Linked DNA regions of Zea mays: all the other regions are linked to region 2. The links are chromatin contacts, called in public Hi-C maps. All regions are on one chromosome and are shown on one strand. The core of a region is the stretch at or near the end of the contact, and the rest is flanking DNA. Distances in the headings are between cores, read along the strand shown.

Region 1 (3,940 bases), core at 137-2,636, 610 kb before region 2:
GGGAGGGTCTGTTGTTGGCCATAAGATGAAAAAACGCGACCGTATTGGTGGCGACATTCAACTGAATAATGACTACTTTATTGAGAGGTCGTTGTTCAACCCTGAGCAATTCCGCAGAAGGTATATTGCTAATACTATTTTAATACTACTATTATCTATGTTAAACTACATTATCAAAAATTCAGTCCCTGATATTGTTTCTTCAATGACTGCAAGCTCAGGTTCCGTATGCAACAATCCCTTTTCTTGGAGATTGAAGATAAATTGGCAGCTGCAAATAAGTTCTTTAGACAAAAAAGAAATGCAGCTGGTGTGTTGGGATTCTCCAGTAGACAAAAGTGTACTGTGGCTTTGCAGATGTTGGCTTATGGAGGTCCAGCAGATTTTCTAGATGAAGGTCTGCGTATGGGAGAAAGCACAGTCCTTCAAACTATCAAGGAGTTTGCTAAAACAATAATTGAAGTTTTTGGACCTGAATATCTTAGGCCTCCTTCAGAATCCGAGTTGCAACACATTTTATCAGAAAATGAGGCATGTGGCTTCCCTGGAATGATTGGTAGTATCGATTGTATGCATTGGGAATGGGCGAACTGTCCTACCGCTTGGGCTGGGATGTACATGGGTCATAAGGGAAAGCCTACTCTTATTTTAGAGGCAGTTGCGACAAAGGATGTGCGATGTTGGCATGCATTTTTTGGTCTTCCAGGATCTCACAATGATATTAATGTGTTGCGTTGCTCTCCTGTTTTCGATGATTTGGCAAATGGCAATACAGCACCAGTTAACTTTACTGTCAATGGAAACCCTTATGCCCTTGGATATTACCTTGCTGACGGGATTTATCCTGATTGGGTGACTTTGGTGAAAAGCATAAGTCGCCCAATCAGTAACAAACAATCGGTGTTTGCTAAACAGCAGGAAAAATGCCGCAAGGATGTAGAGAGATTTTTTGGAGTATTTCAAGCCAAGTGGAAGATTATGCATCACCCTGCTCGTCTTTGGAATCAGCATGATCTCAATAACATTGTGCATGCATGTGTCATTCTACACAATATGGTGGTCCAGAATGAACGTGGAGTTGACCTTCCAAGAGTGCACGTGTCGGAGTGGCCAGGTGCAGCAAACCCTCCAATAACTCCGCTAATATCAGTTCCTGGAACGGATATGGGCCGTTGGTTCTGGAGCGTTTGGGTCGCGGTCGAAGCTGCCCTATTTCTGGGTCGCGTGCGGACCTGCTCTATATTTGGGTCTTCTGTTTCGGTCTGCTGTTGGAGGCCTGCAACTGGTGTGTTACAGCCTATTTTCGGTTCAGAGCACCGTATGGATCGCTTGTTGGAGACAGCCTCAGAAACACTTTAAACTTCCGGCCCATCTATCGTTGTGAACAAGTTGAGCCCGTGAGAAGCCAAATCGCGAACCCACCCGGGCCAGGGGCAAACCTCGTGCTCCCCTCCACTTGCCGAGGAGGCTCGCGACCCGCGACGCCTTCCGCAGCCCCGACCCAAACCCTAGCCCCCTCCACCGTACTGCCACCGTCATGGCCGAATCATCTGCCGCTGCCGAGGTCGGGTCGCCAGCTTCGTTGCCACCACTGGTCGCCGAGGAGGCCGATGCCGCCGCGATGGAGGAGGCCGCGGCGGTCGCGAAGAGGTGGCCCGGGTGGCCCGGGGACAGCGTGTTCCGGCTGGTGGTGCCAGTGCTCAAGGTCGGAAGCATAATCGGGCGGAAGGGCGAGCTCATTAAGCGCCTCGTCGAGGAGACCAAGGCCAGGGTCCGCATCCTCGAGGGACCTGTCGGCGCCACCGAGCGTATCGTGAGTAGCGCTACTTTTGCTGATGCTTAATGGGTTTATGTCTTCTCTGACGCGAAAGGATGTTAACAAATTCAAAATTAGGATGCTTTGTACTGTGAATTATTGAGGTTGCTTGGTATTGTGAGCTGATTTTATTGTTATTGTTATTGTTATTTATATTTTACCTGTCTGAGCTGGCGATAAATATGAGATGCACTCGCTATGTTTTTGTGAAAAAAAGAATGTTGGGATGGGCATGAGTTCAAAAATATCTCAGCAGTGGAGTGGTGTAATTGACTCTCCGTGGTACTGCAAGTGTTTTCTGATTTGGTTATTATGTAAACAGATAGGACATTAGGACGGGAGTGGAAATCTTCTGATGGTTGGAAATTCTGGTCAATCTATGCATCAGTGTTGTTTCTGTGTGATATTTAGTGTGTGTTGTATTTGTTATGATGATTGTAAATATGGGAAAAACTGTATATATTCATATATCAGAATGTTTAATGCTAGTACAGGAGACAGTTATTTACAGAGGAGGGTATGATAATGTGAGCCTTCAATATGCTTTTATGCTTATATATGCTGTGCAGCACATGTAGAGATTTACCATATGGCCAGTTGGATGATAATGGTGGATGGTAGCTGTCTTTTCTTTTGGCACAATTAAGCAGGATAACTATCTTCATTGTGTTTGTCTCTTGGATGAATTTAAATATGACATTGGATAGCGCCTTTTCACTATTCTGTTAATATAGTATCATGTTTCATGGTCTCTTTGGATTTCACTGAATCATGGATGTCGGATATTCCAGGTTTTGGTTTCTGGAAAAGAAGATCCAGACTTGGAGCTACCTCCAGCCATGGATGCTCTCATGAGAGTTTTTAAGCGTGTCACTGGGATAACAGATGGAGCTGCTGAGGGCACTCAGGCCGCTGCTACTCCTGATGTATGTGCTGCCCGATTGTTGGTTCCTGGAGCTCAGGCAATTAATCTAATTGGGAAGCAAGGTGCAACTATCAAAGCAATCCAGGAGAGCACGAGTGCAACAATACGGGTAATATCAGTAGGTGAGGTGTTTCTCTGGACTGATGCATTGTGTGTTGATACTTGATACACAGTTAATTTTGTAAATTGTAGAGCAGTTGATTGTCTTATTACACTTAATATCTTATCTTCTTCCCCTGCTTCCAATGTAACTGATGAATTTCTGGCAAGCTTTAGCTTTTATGCATTTCGCTTGCAAAATGGTGCTGTCTTCCTGAAGTTTTAGCAAAATGAGTGCCATTGTTTTTTAGAGTATTAGACATTTGACTGGACTAATAAATGTTATCATTCTTGTGAGAGAACTTCCACTGTTAAAAGTAATTTTATTATATTGCTGTTAATGTGTTTAGGAGCTCTAACCTTATTTCAACTGTGTGTCATCAATCTTGCATGTTTGGATTAGCTGTATTGAACTCTTGCTTATAGAAAGTACAAACACTTTGATAAGTTATAAAATCAGCATCCCACACAGATCATTATGGCATTAGAAAAGTTGTAAAATTGAAATTATCCTTATGGTTTTTGGGTTATAAATATCTGCAGATGAACATGAACGACCATTCTATGTAACTGACGATGAAAGGATAGTTGAGATACAAGGCGATACAGAGAAAGTTCTAAAAGCACTGCAAGCAGTTTCAAATCATCTTCGGAAGTTTTTGGTTGATCATAGTGTACTTCCATTATTTGAAAAGACTGTAAGGATGCATTTCAACTCATGCTAAACATCACTAGAGCATCCTTCATATCATTTTTGATTCATCATTTTTACCTTTTTTTCCAGAATACTACAGTGAGCCAAGATCGCAATGGTGATGGTTGGAGCGATATGTCACGTCCTTCAATTGGTTCTGCACAAGTGAATCAACTACCTTCAGTGTTAGATGACTATATTCTTCAAGTGAAGAGGGATCCTCTGTACCTTGAACGAGAATCTTTGGTAGATCATAACATTCATCGCTCAGGCGTATCACTTTATGGGCGTGATCCAGCCTTGTCAACACTACGACCCTCTGCAGTACATGGTGCTGGCTCACTACTTACACAGGTCTGAGTTATCTCTGGCTCTGTATGTATCTTTATTTCTTTTCATAAGACAT
Region 2 (3,896 bases), core at 1,147-3,646:
CTCGCGCCGAATTCAATTGTTGGCCAAAAAGCCATGCAACCGCACGCCGCCGCGCACCCCCATCTCCTTTCCTCCAAGAAAGACCCCGCTCCCACCACCACCTCTCTCTGACTGAATGCTGCGCCTGCGCGGCGAACAACCGACAGGGCAGCCGCGACGCGCGCCCGATCAGGATCGCACGGCGACGCCAGCGTATGTACGATGGCGATTCGGCGATCGGGCGTGGTCGTCACGTGACTGGCCGCGTCTCCCGCCACCACGCATCACGCGAATCCGCGCCTCGCCTTTAAAACGCATCGTCCCCAAGACGCTGCTGCAGCTGTAGCGTTCAAGCGTTGCACTGTGTGTATGTCACGTACGGAGCAGGAGGGTACCAGCAACTGCAGGGCCAGATGTGTACTACTAGACTACTAGTGCGCGATAAAGCCATTAATTAGGCGGTAAAAAAGTGAAAATTTTGCACAATCATTCATTGCCTTCCAAAATGTACGTACTGGGGTCCATGGTCGATCATATGCCTTCCAGAAGAAACCAAGGGAAAATAAAGCAGGAACCTAATCCTATTCCTAGCAGTACTAGAAGAGATCGACTTATATACTAATAGAAGGATTATAATAAACAACTGAGAGAGGGAGAGAAAAAAAAAAGAAGCAGAGAACGGACTATCATGAACAATTCCCCATTTTCACGGATCATTCCTTTTGGCAGGAGCAACGATTTTGTCTTGCTTTTTCTTTTAGCATTTTCCCCTTTCCTAAAGCTTGCTAGGAGAAGAACACTTGCACGGTGCCGGTCACCGCGCCACGGCACATGGGGCAGGCAGCCGCGACGGCGCCGGCAGCGGGGACGGCGGGCTCGCACTCGGCGCAGACGCAGAGGTGGCGGCACGGGAGCAGCACGACGGAGGCCGAACGCTGCCCGCACGTCCGGCACGGCCTGGCCAGCGGGCGCGGCGGGGCGACCTCCACGACCCTGTCCGGGTCGACGAAGCAGGACCCGGCGTCGTCCGCCGCGGCGCCCACGTTGTCCTCCTCCTCGGCCTTGCCCCTCGCCTGCGCCGCCGCCGCCTTCTGCAGCTGCGCGTGGAGCGCCGCGGCTGTGGACTGATCCGCTGCGTCCTTGGCCTGCCACGCCGCCGCCTCCGCCCTCAGCCGCGCCACCCGGTCCTCCAGGTCCGCGCGGCGCCGCGCGGCCTCCGACGCCTCCGCCTCCTTCTCCCTTACCCGTTGAGCAGCCGCCGCCTCCGCCGCGCCGACCAGCGAACGGTAGTGCCGCCGCCGAGTGTCGGCCAGCGCGCGCCGGAGCCTGTCCGCCTGCAAGGCACAAGGAGCACATCAGCGACATAGGACGGTCTCTGGTGGATACCGACGGCGACAAACGACGCACGGTTCTTACATGTTCCTGGATCAGCCGGTCCATCTCGTTCCTGTGCTGATCGCGCTGCGCGGCGAGCTCTTTAGAGAGGAGACATGAGGCCGAGGCCGAGGCCGGGGACGTGCACGACACGTGCTCCGAGCCCTCGTCGAAGTCGAGCCGGAGGCCCATCGCCGTCCGCTTCTGAAGTTGCGCCAGGTTGATCACCTTGGGCCCCTGCGCCTGCGGTTGCTGCTGCAGAGAGAAGAACTGCGACGACATGGGCTCCGCCTCGCGCTGCCGCTTCCTCCCGCCGCCGTAATCTATGTGCACACAGCAACCCGACAATTAAGTCCCCGGCGACCTTTTCACGATCCGAAATCGGAACAGAAGGGTGCGGTGCTGCTGCCCAAGAAGACGAAATCCGCCGCGGAGCCAAGGAGTGCGCTTTGTTTGATCTGCTTACCTCCATGCGAGAAGTCCAAGAAGAGGGGCGGAGCCTGAGCCTGCTGCGGCGCCATAGCCTCCTTCTGCGCCTGATGATGCAGCTCCATCGCCGCCGCCAACCGGCTGCCCTCCGGCGCGCCGCTGACAACCCAGACGCTCAAATCACCCATCCGAATACGATCCAGCAGACCGACGATCGACGCGGAAGAAACGATTAGAAGATGCACAGCGGCCACGGCAGGTACCTGACGAGGAAAGGGGACTCGCGGTGGTAGTGGTGGTGATAATGCGCCTGGACCGCCATTGCTGGAACCGGGGCAACCAAATCAATCAGGCAGCCGAGAGAGAGGCGACGGACGGGTGGAAGCACGCGCGTGCCAAGCGTGTGAGTCGGGTGGGCAGTAGGAGGACGGAGAGAGTCGCGGGCAACGCGAACGAACTGGTCCACCGCCTCCTCCTCGTCCTCGTCTTAAGAGGGCGTCATGGGGCTGGCTGCTCCTGTCCAGTCTCACCTGCTTCGCGCATGCAGGGATGACACGGGTGGCAGGCTGTTGGCGTGGCTGGTGCTGGCTCGATTTCATGAGGAGAGAGGGTTGGTGCTGATGCGCTGGTGCCTTTCCGTTTTCCTTTCATATTTATCAAAGGAGATGCTTAACGTTAGCGATGGCTAGCGTGAACTGTCTGGCAATTTGTGATTTACTACCATATACTGATACACACGATTGGAACTATGTACATTTAGACCTTTTTAAAAAATAAGGACTAGTTTGGAAACCACATTATCTCAAGGGATTTTCATTTTCCTAAAGAAATTAGTTCATTTTTCTTTGAAAAAATAAGAATCTCTTGAGAAAATTGAGCTCTCAAACTAGCTCTAAAAGAAACAAATCGGTCTTAGAGAATTCTAAACCTATAAAAATTGTTATATCTTCATTTTATATAGAGAATTAAATTATTTCTTCCAGTTCCTATGGTTGAAGGAAACTAGCATGAGGTTAGAAATCACAATTTTTTCCTTATATATATTTCTATGATAATTTATGTACTTTTAAGGCTGGCCGGAGCATGTAAACGCTTCTCTTCTCTAAATATAGAGTAGATTTTCTCAGCTCTCTCTTCCAACAACGTCCTATAAACATAGGTTCATTCATATATACAGATTTTATCCCTTCTCTTTTTTATTCTTTTTAATACTTTAAATAATAAATTAAGCAAAACTAAAATATGTATTAAATATTTAAGGGTGCGGTAGGTAAAAATCTAAAGCAAAATTTATCTCTAATATACATGATAAGATATGGAGGACGTTACTAGAGATAAATAACATATAGAAAAGGGAATATTTTAAAGGATACTCTAAAATTAGGATGTAAAAAGAGATACAGATGACACCGAAAGTCTAAGAGTATTAGGTTTCTAGAGACTAATTTTTAGTTTCTCTATTTCATTTCATTTCATTTCATTTTAGTGTCTAAATTACTAAATACGGAAACTAAAACTCTACTTTAGTTTTTTGTATTTAGCAATTTAGAGATTAAAATAAAATAAAATTGAAAGACTAATAATTAGTGCATAAAAACAAAACACCCGTTAAGTTGAGCTAAAAACAATATTCGCCATCGAGGACAGATGAAACTGCAATATATTGTCTGGCCACTTCTTTTCTTTTATTTTATTCTAAGGATATACTGCCTCGTAGCGGTGAGCACAAAATGTTGGCAAAAAAAATGTTAAAAGCAGAACACGGTGGGGGCGCGGTTGGTGCCATGCCAGTGACATATTTCATCATGTCACAAGGCTGTTGGAGTGATATGTTACTCGGTAAGCAAATCGTTCGGTGGCACACTGGCACTACAGCACATTTTGAAATGATATACTCCCTCTGTTTCGTTTTAGATGTCGTCGCTATTTATAGATTGATTGTTAGAAACGACTTATAAAAAGAAATAAATGAAGTAGTTATAAACAAAATACTGTAAAAACCACAGATATAACAGGATTAAAATCACAGTAACCCGCAGCGAACAACCTTTGCAGTATATCTCTACGGATGGATATGGATGGGTGGGTGAAATATCCAAGGCCCCGTTGGGAAT
Region 3 (4,106 bases), core at 1,510-4,009, 590 kb before region 2:
AATATCTGAGACAGAAGGCGTCTGCAGTCTGAAGACACTCTCACATAATCCGGGATGGAGTATTGCACGCCAAGAATTCTCTGCCAAGCACGAGACATTGAAATTGCTTTCAGAATCACCAAACAAGCATCTGAAGCAAGCTGTGATAACCAACAGAAGGGAAAGGGAGATGATTACGCTGATCGTTTTCCGGAAGTTCCTTGGATCCTCAGGATCTTCAAATGGATATGATCCCACGAGCATCACGTACAGCGTGACACCACAGGACCAAACGTCTGCTACCTGGACGAGGAGAATGAGTTCTCTCACAACATGCAGTGTTAAAATCTACCCTACCGATGTAAAGTATCAGAAGCCTAAAAGCAGCACTTGACGGATATACAGCTCTATATTCATGCTTGTCTTCAGTGCAAGCATTTTCAGTGAAAACGAGCCAAGAAACCAACTGGTACCTAAATGGTAAGTTACTGTGACCACACAACATTAGAAACAAATCGCAATGCTAATTCTATATGCAGCACGAGTCAAACTCTAGTAGTCAGTACTTTCAAGGCCTTCTTTTTATGAGTTGCAGTAAGTACTGCTGCAGTACATAGAAAACAAAACATGTTTGTCTGAAAGATGCCGACTTCAAGTCCTAAAAATACATGATACAAACAAAAACTGAAGGAACTACGACTTCCAGTTTTGTTAAGTGCCGCTGCCACGAACCTTTTATCTCATTGATTGATGCAGGGGGAAAAAGCAGATATACATACAGCAAAGAACTGAGAATTATCAAGCATGAAGTGAAGTAAATACCAACTCACCTTTCCATCATACTCTTTTCTGGAAAGAACCTCGGGGGCTATGTATGCTGGAGTTCCAACTGTTGATTTTGGTTTGGAATGCAGCAAAGCAGACTGAAAAGCACACTAGCAAAGTTTGTAACTGATTCAACGACACAAGAGAAGTCAGTTGCTGGTAAAGTTAGGACGCATAACAGAGCCGGCGCAGTATCCGTATACAACACCTTTGAGTAACCAAAGTCGCAAATTTTCACACGAGGTGTTGGACTCCCATCAAGGAGGGTGTTCTCAAGTTTAAGATCACGGTGACAAATTTCCTGTGTTTCATTTGTTAGCTCATTAAAACTTACACTCCACTATTCATGGACTTGTTGACTTTTGGAAGCAAAACCGTACCATAGAATGGCAGTAGCTGACCCCTGATATCAGCTGTTGGAAGAAATACCTGGACTGTTTGCGTTTACAACATAGGGAGCACACAACATTAGTTTGACGTGGTTCGGGGCGAGAAAATAGGCTGACAATATGACGAATATAAGGCCAAAACAAACCTCATCTTCACTGAATCGCCCTGCTGAGCAGATTTTCTCAAATAGCTCTCCACCAGCAGCATATTCCATGACAATAGCAAGATGTGTGGGTGTTAGACAAACCTGTTACCAATAGATTCACAGTACAAAGTATGAGCTTTGCAACACAATTTAGTATCAAGATGACAAATTGTTCGTTTTAAAAAAAATCAGCAAGGGTCATACTTCCTTTTTGGTCATATTTTTTTAGAAAAAACATGTCTAAAATCCATACAACTGAAGGGTGAAAAATTAGACAACAAAAGCAACTAAAAACCAGCTCAATGAATCTTGCAACACCTTTCTTAGGGTTCTCAAGCCTGCAACTTTGAGAAACACGCGCTACCAATCAACTAGACAACTCACAGAAAAAAACCACACACTAAACGAGATTAAGAGACACAGGAGCAGCGATGACCAATGGAATATTACTCAGAAAACAACTAAGGGCCTGTTTGCCTGTTTGGATCTTAGCACTTAGCACGCCTTGAGAAGCTAAGCTGCTATTGGTTGCTAAAGTTTAACACTTCACTTTTAGCACCTTTTAGAACTCCTGTTTGGACCTCCAAATTAGAAGTGTGGTGCATCAAGCAAACAGCTAACAGCAGAAAATCAGTATGTTTGGAACCACTCAGTTTTTATAAACCAGTTTCATAAAAACTAGGGGCTTCCAAACAGTCCCTTAGTCATCGTACGCTATCCTTTATTATCTTTCAAAAGGAGCGCCAGTGCTACGAGACGATTAAATTCAACAGAAACAATCAGTAAAGATATCAATGAATTATTGAGTCCAAGATTTCCGAATTACCTCCTTGAACCGTACGATGTTAGGGTGCCGGAGCGACTGGTGATTGATGATCTCCCTCTGCACGTTCTCATCAATCTGCACAGACAGACACGACTCATGAAAGTATCCAAGAAACACACAGGACTCAAGCCAGAGCCTCTTTCTGGACTGCAACTCCCATTTTTTCTTATCATGAAACGACCCTCCAAGGCTCCAACACCCGACAAATCCGAATTTTAGAAGCAGCACTAGCAATCCCCAAACCCAAGCACGAACGGGGAGACAAAAGCTCAAGCCGGGAGACTGCTACCTACCTTCTTGCCCCTCTCGATGTACTTGACGGCTACCAGCTCCTTGGTCCGCTTGTCCCTGACCAGCCTCGCCACGCCGAAGTTGCCGGCCCCCAGCTCCTTCAGCGCCTCGTACCTCTCCTCCATCAGCACCGGTCCCGACCAAGACCTCCCAAGAATGGCGAGTTGGCGACACCGAACGAAAGGTATCTTCCGGCAGGGAAGAACCAAGCGACCAACCCAATCACGAGTGCGAACTCTAACCAAACCGGACGGGGACCGGATAGAGAATTCTCTCGGTCGCAGTCGGCAGTCGCGGCTCGACGAGAAAGCGACGAAGTGACGAACCGGGGGCGGGGTTTTTTTTTTGTCTGTTGGACATGGACCTGGACTTGGAGGCCAAGCGACGCGAGATCGGCGATGACAGGGGTGACGTGGCGCGGGAGTGCGGAGCAAGGAGCTGCTCGGCGCGACGCGGCGGGACGGCGGGACGAGGGGCTGATGCGCGACACGTGGAGGAGTCAGCGGTGTTCCTCTGAAGGGCGTGCGTGGGCTCGGATCGGAGTTGGAGTGGCATCGCAATCGCATTCGCTATTGTACGGGACCCGCGTGGCGTGGGGTCGCTTCGGCAGCTAGGGTGGGCCGTGGGCGAGCGCCTAGGCCTAGTAGTACTAGCCTAGCCTTGTGCGCCGCTTTTCAGCGGGATTTGGTGGCAGGTAGCCTCTGCTGTGGGCCTTATTATATACATTTTTTTAATCATAAACTTGGCATTAGGCGCCTTGTACTAATCAATGAGAACTTAGCATAGTCACGGGTTACCACAATATTTACATTATCGTGAGGATCGACTAGCCATAGCCCATAGCATCGAGTGACTCGTGTCCCAACCTATATCTATCTTAACAAGGTCATATACGAAAAACTTGGTATGTTAGAAAACCTATAGGGCTAGTTTAGAAACTCTATTTTTTCAAAGAATTTCTATTTTTTAAGAAAAAATAAACTAATTTTGCTTAAAAAAATAAAAATCTCTTAAAAGAAATGAGAATTTTCCAGCTAGCCCGAAGCGATCAAGCGAGAGCTTCCAAATACACCTAAACCACATCTCTCTCATAGACCTGTTTGGTTCGGCTTTTTTCTGAAGAGCTTTTTCGAAAAGCTGGCTGTGGGGAAAAGCTGGCTGTGATGAGAAGCCGGTGGTTAGAATCTAGGTGTTTGGTTCGGCTGCTGTGGACAGAAGCTAGTCGGTAGAACACGCGTTCTCTCTTCCTCCTCGGCCATCCCGGAGAACACACGTTCTCTCTCTCCTCTGCCACGAACTGCCTTGTCCTTACCCTCTCCACCACTGCACCTCGTGTTCGAGCTCCAGATGGGCGGCGGGGTGAGGAATGGAGACGGTTTGGTGACGGCTGAGAAGGTTCTTGGGTTCGAGTTCGACAAGGTCAGGATCAGCATTGCGTCCAGCGACGACGAGGCGGACGGAGACGCGCCGCCAAGGAGCTCCTTCTCCGGGGCGAGCCACCCGCCGGAGCTGGTGGACGAGATAGACACCGTCTTTGTCGCTGTCGACGGCCGGGATAAGCCGGTCCCGAAGCCAATCATCTCGTGGGACGCGTCCCCGCCGCCGAGCGGCGCGGCAAGCCCGCACAGCAGCATCGACAGCTCCGGCGCC

Evidence for each region. Hi-C and Micro-C count contacts between places; a contact is called where the count stands out from the background.
Region 1: a contact with region 2 is called in a Hi-C map of ear, with 2.3 times the contacts expected there. The contact joins the promoter of LOC100283534 here to the promoter of LOC100279269 in region 2.
Region 3: a Hi-C map of endosperm shows a contact between it and region 2, with 3 times the contacts expected there. The contact joins the promoter of LOC100216611 here to the promoter of LOC100279269 in region 2. A contact is called at or near these places in 2 of 25 Hi-C or Micro-C datasets (endosperm and tassel).

Annotation. Positions count from the first base shown.
Region 1 is chr1:96,219,803-96,223,742 of Zm-B73-REFERENCE-NAM-5.0, forward strand. It overlaps LOC100283534 (nucleic acid binding protein), which reads left to right and starts at 1,387. Exons shown (of 6, transcript NM_001156434.2): 1 at 1,387-1,813; 2 at 2,608-2,863; 3 at 3,384-3,538; 4 at 3,625-3,888. The coding sequence starts at 1,538.
Region 2 is chr1:96,828,551-96,832,446 of Zm-B73-REFERENCE-NAM-5.0, forward strand. It overlaps LOC100279269 (putative RING zinc finger domain superfamily protein), which reads right to left and starts at 2,397. Exons shown (of 4, transcript NM_001152290.2): 1 at 2,046-2,397; 2 at 1,820-1,941; 3 at 1,396-1,676; 4 at 453-1,313. The coding sequence starts at 2,104. The coding sequence ends at 765.
Region 3 is chr1:96,238,106-96,242,211 of Zm-B73-REFERENCE-NAM-5.0, forward strand. LOC100216611 (SnRK2.3) reads right to left here and starts at 2,760. Exons shown (of 9, transcript NM_001143024.1): 1 at 2,459-2,760; 2 at 2,166-2,240; 3 at 1,340-1,441; 4 at 1,185-1,238; 5 at 1,013-1,105; 6 at 810-902; 7 at 178-282; 8 at 1-80. The coding sequence starts at 2,581.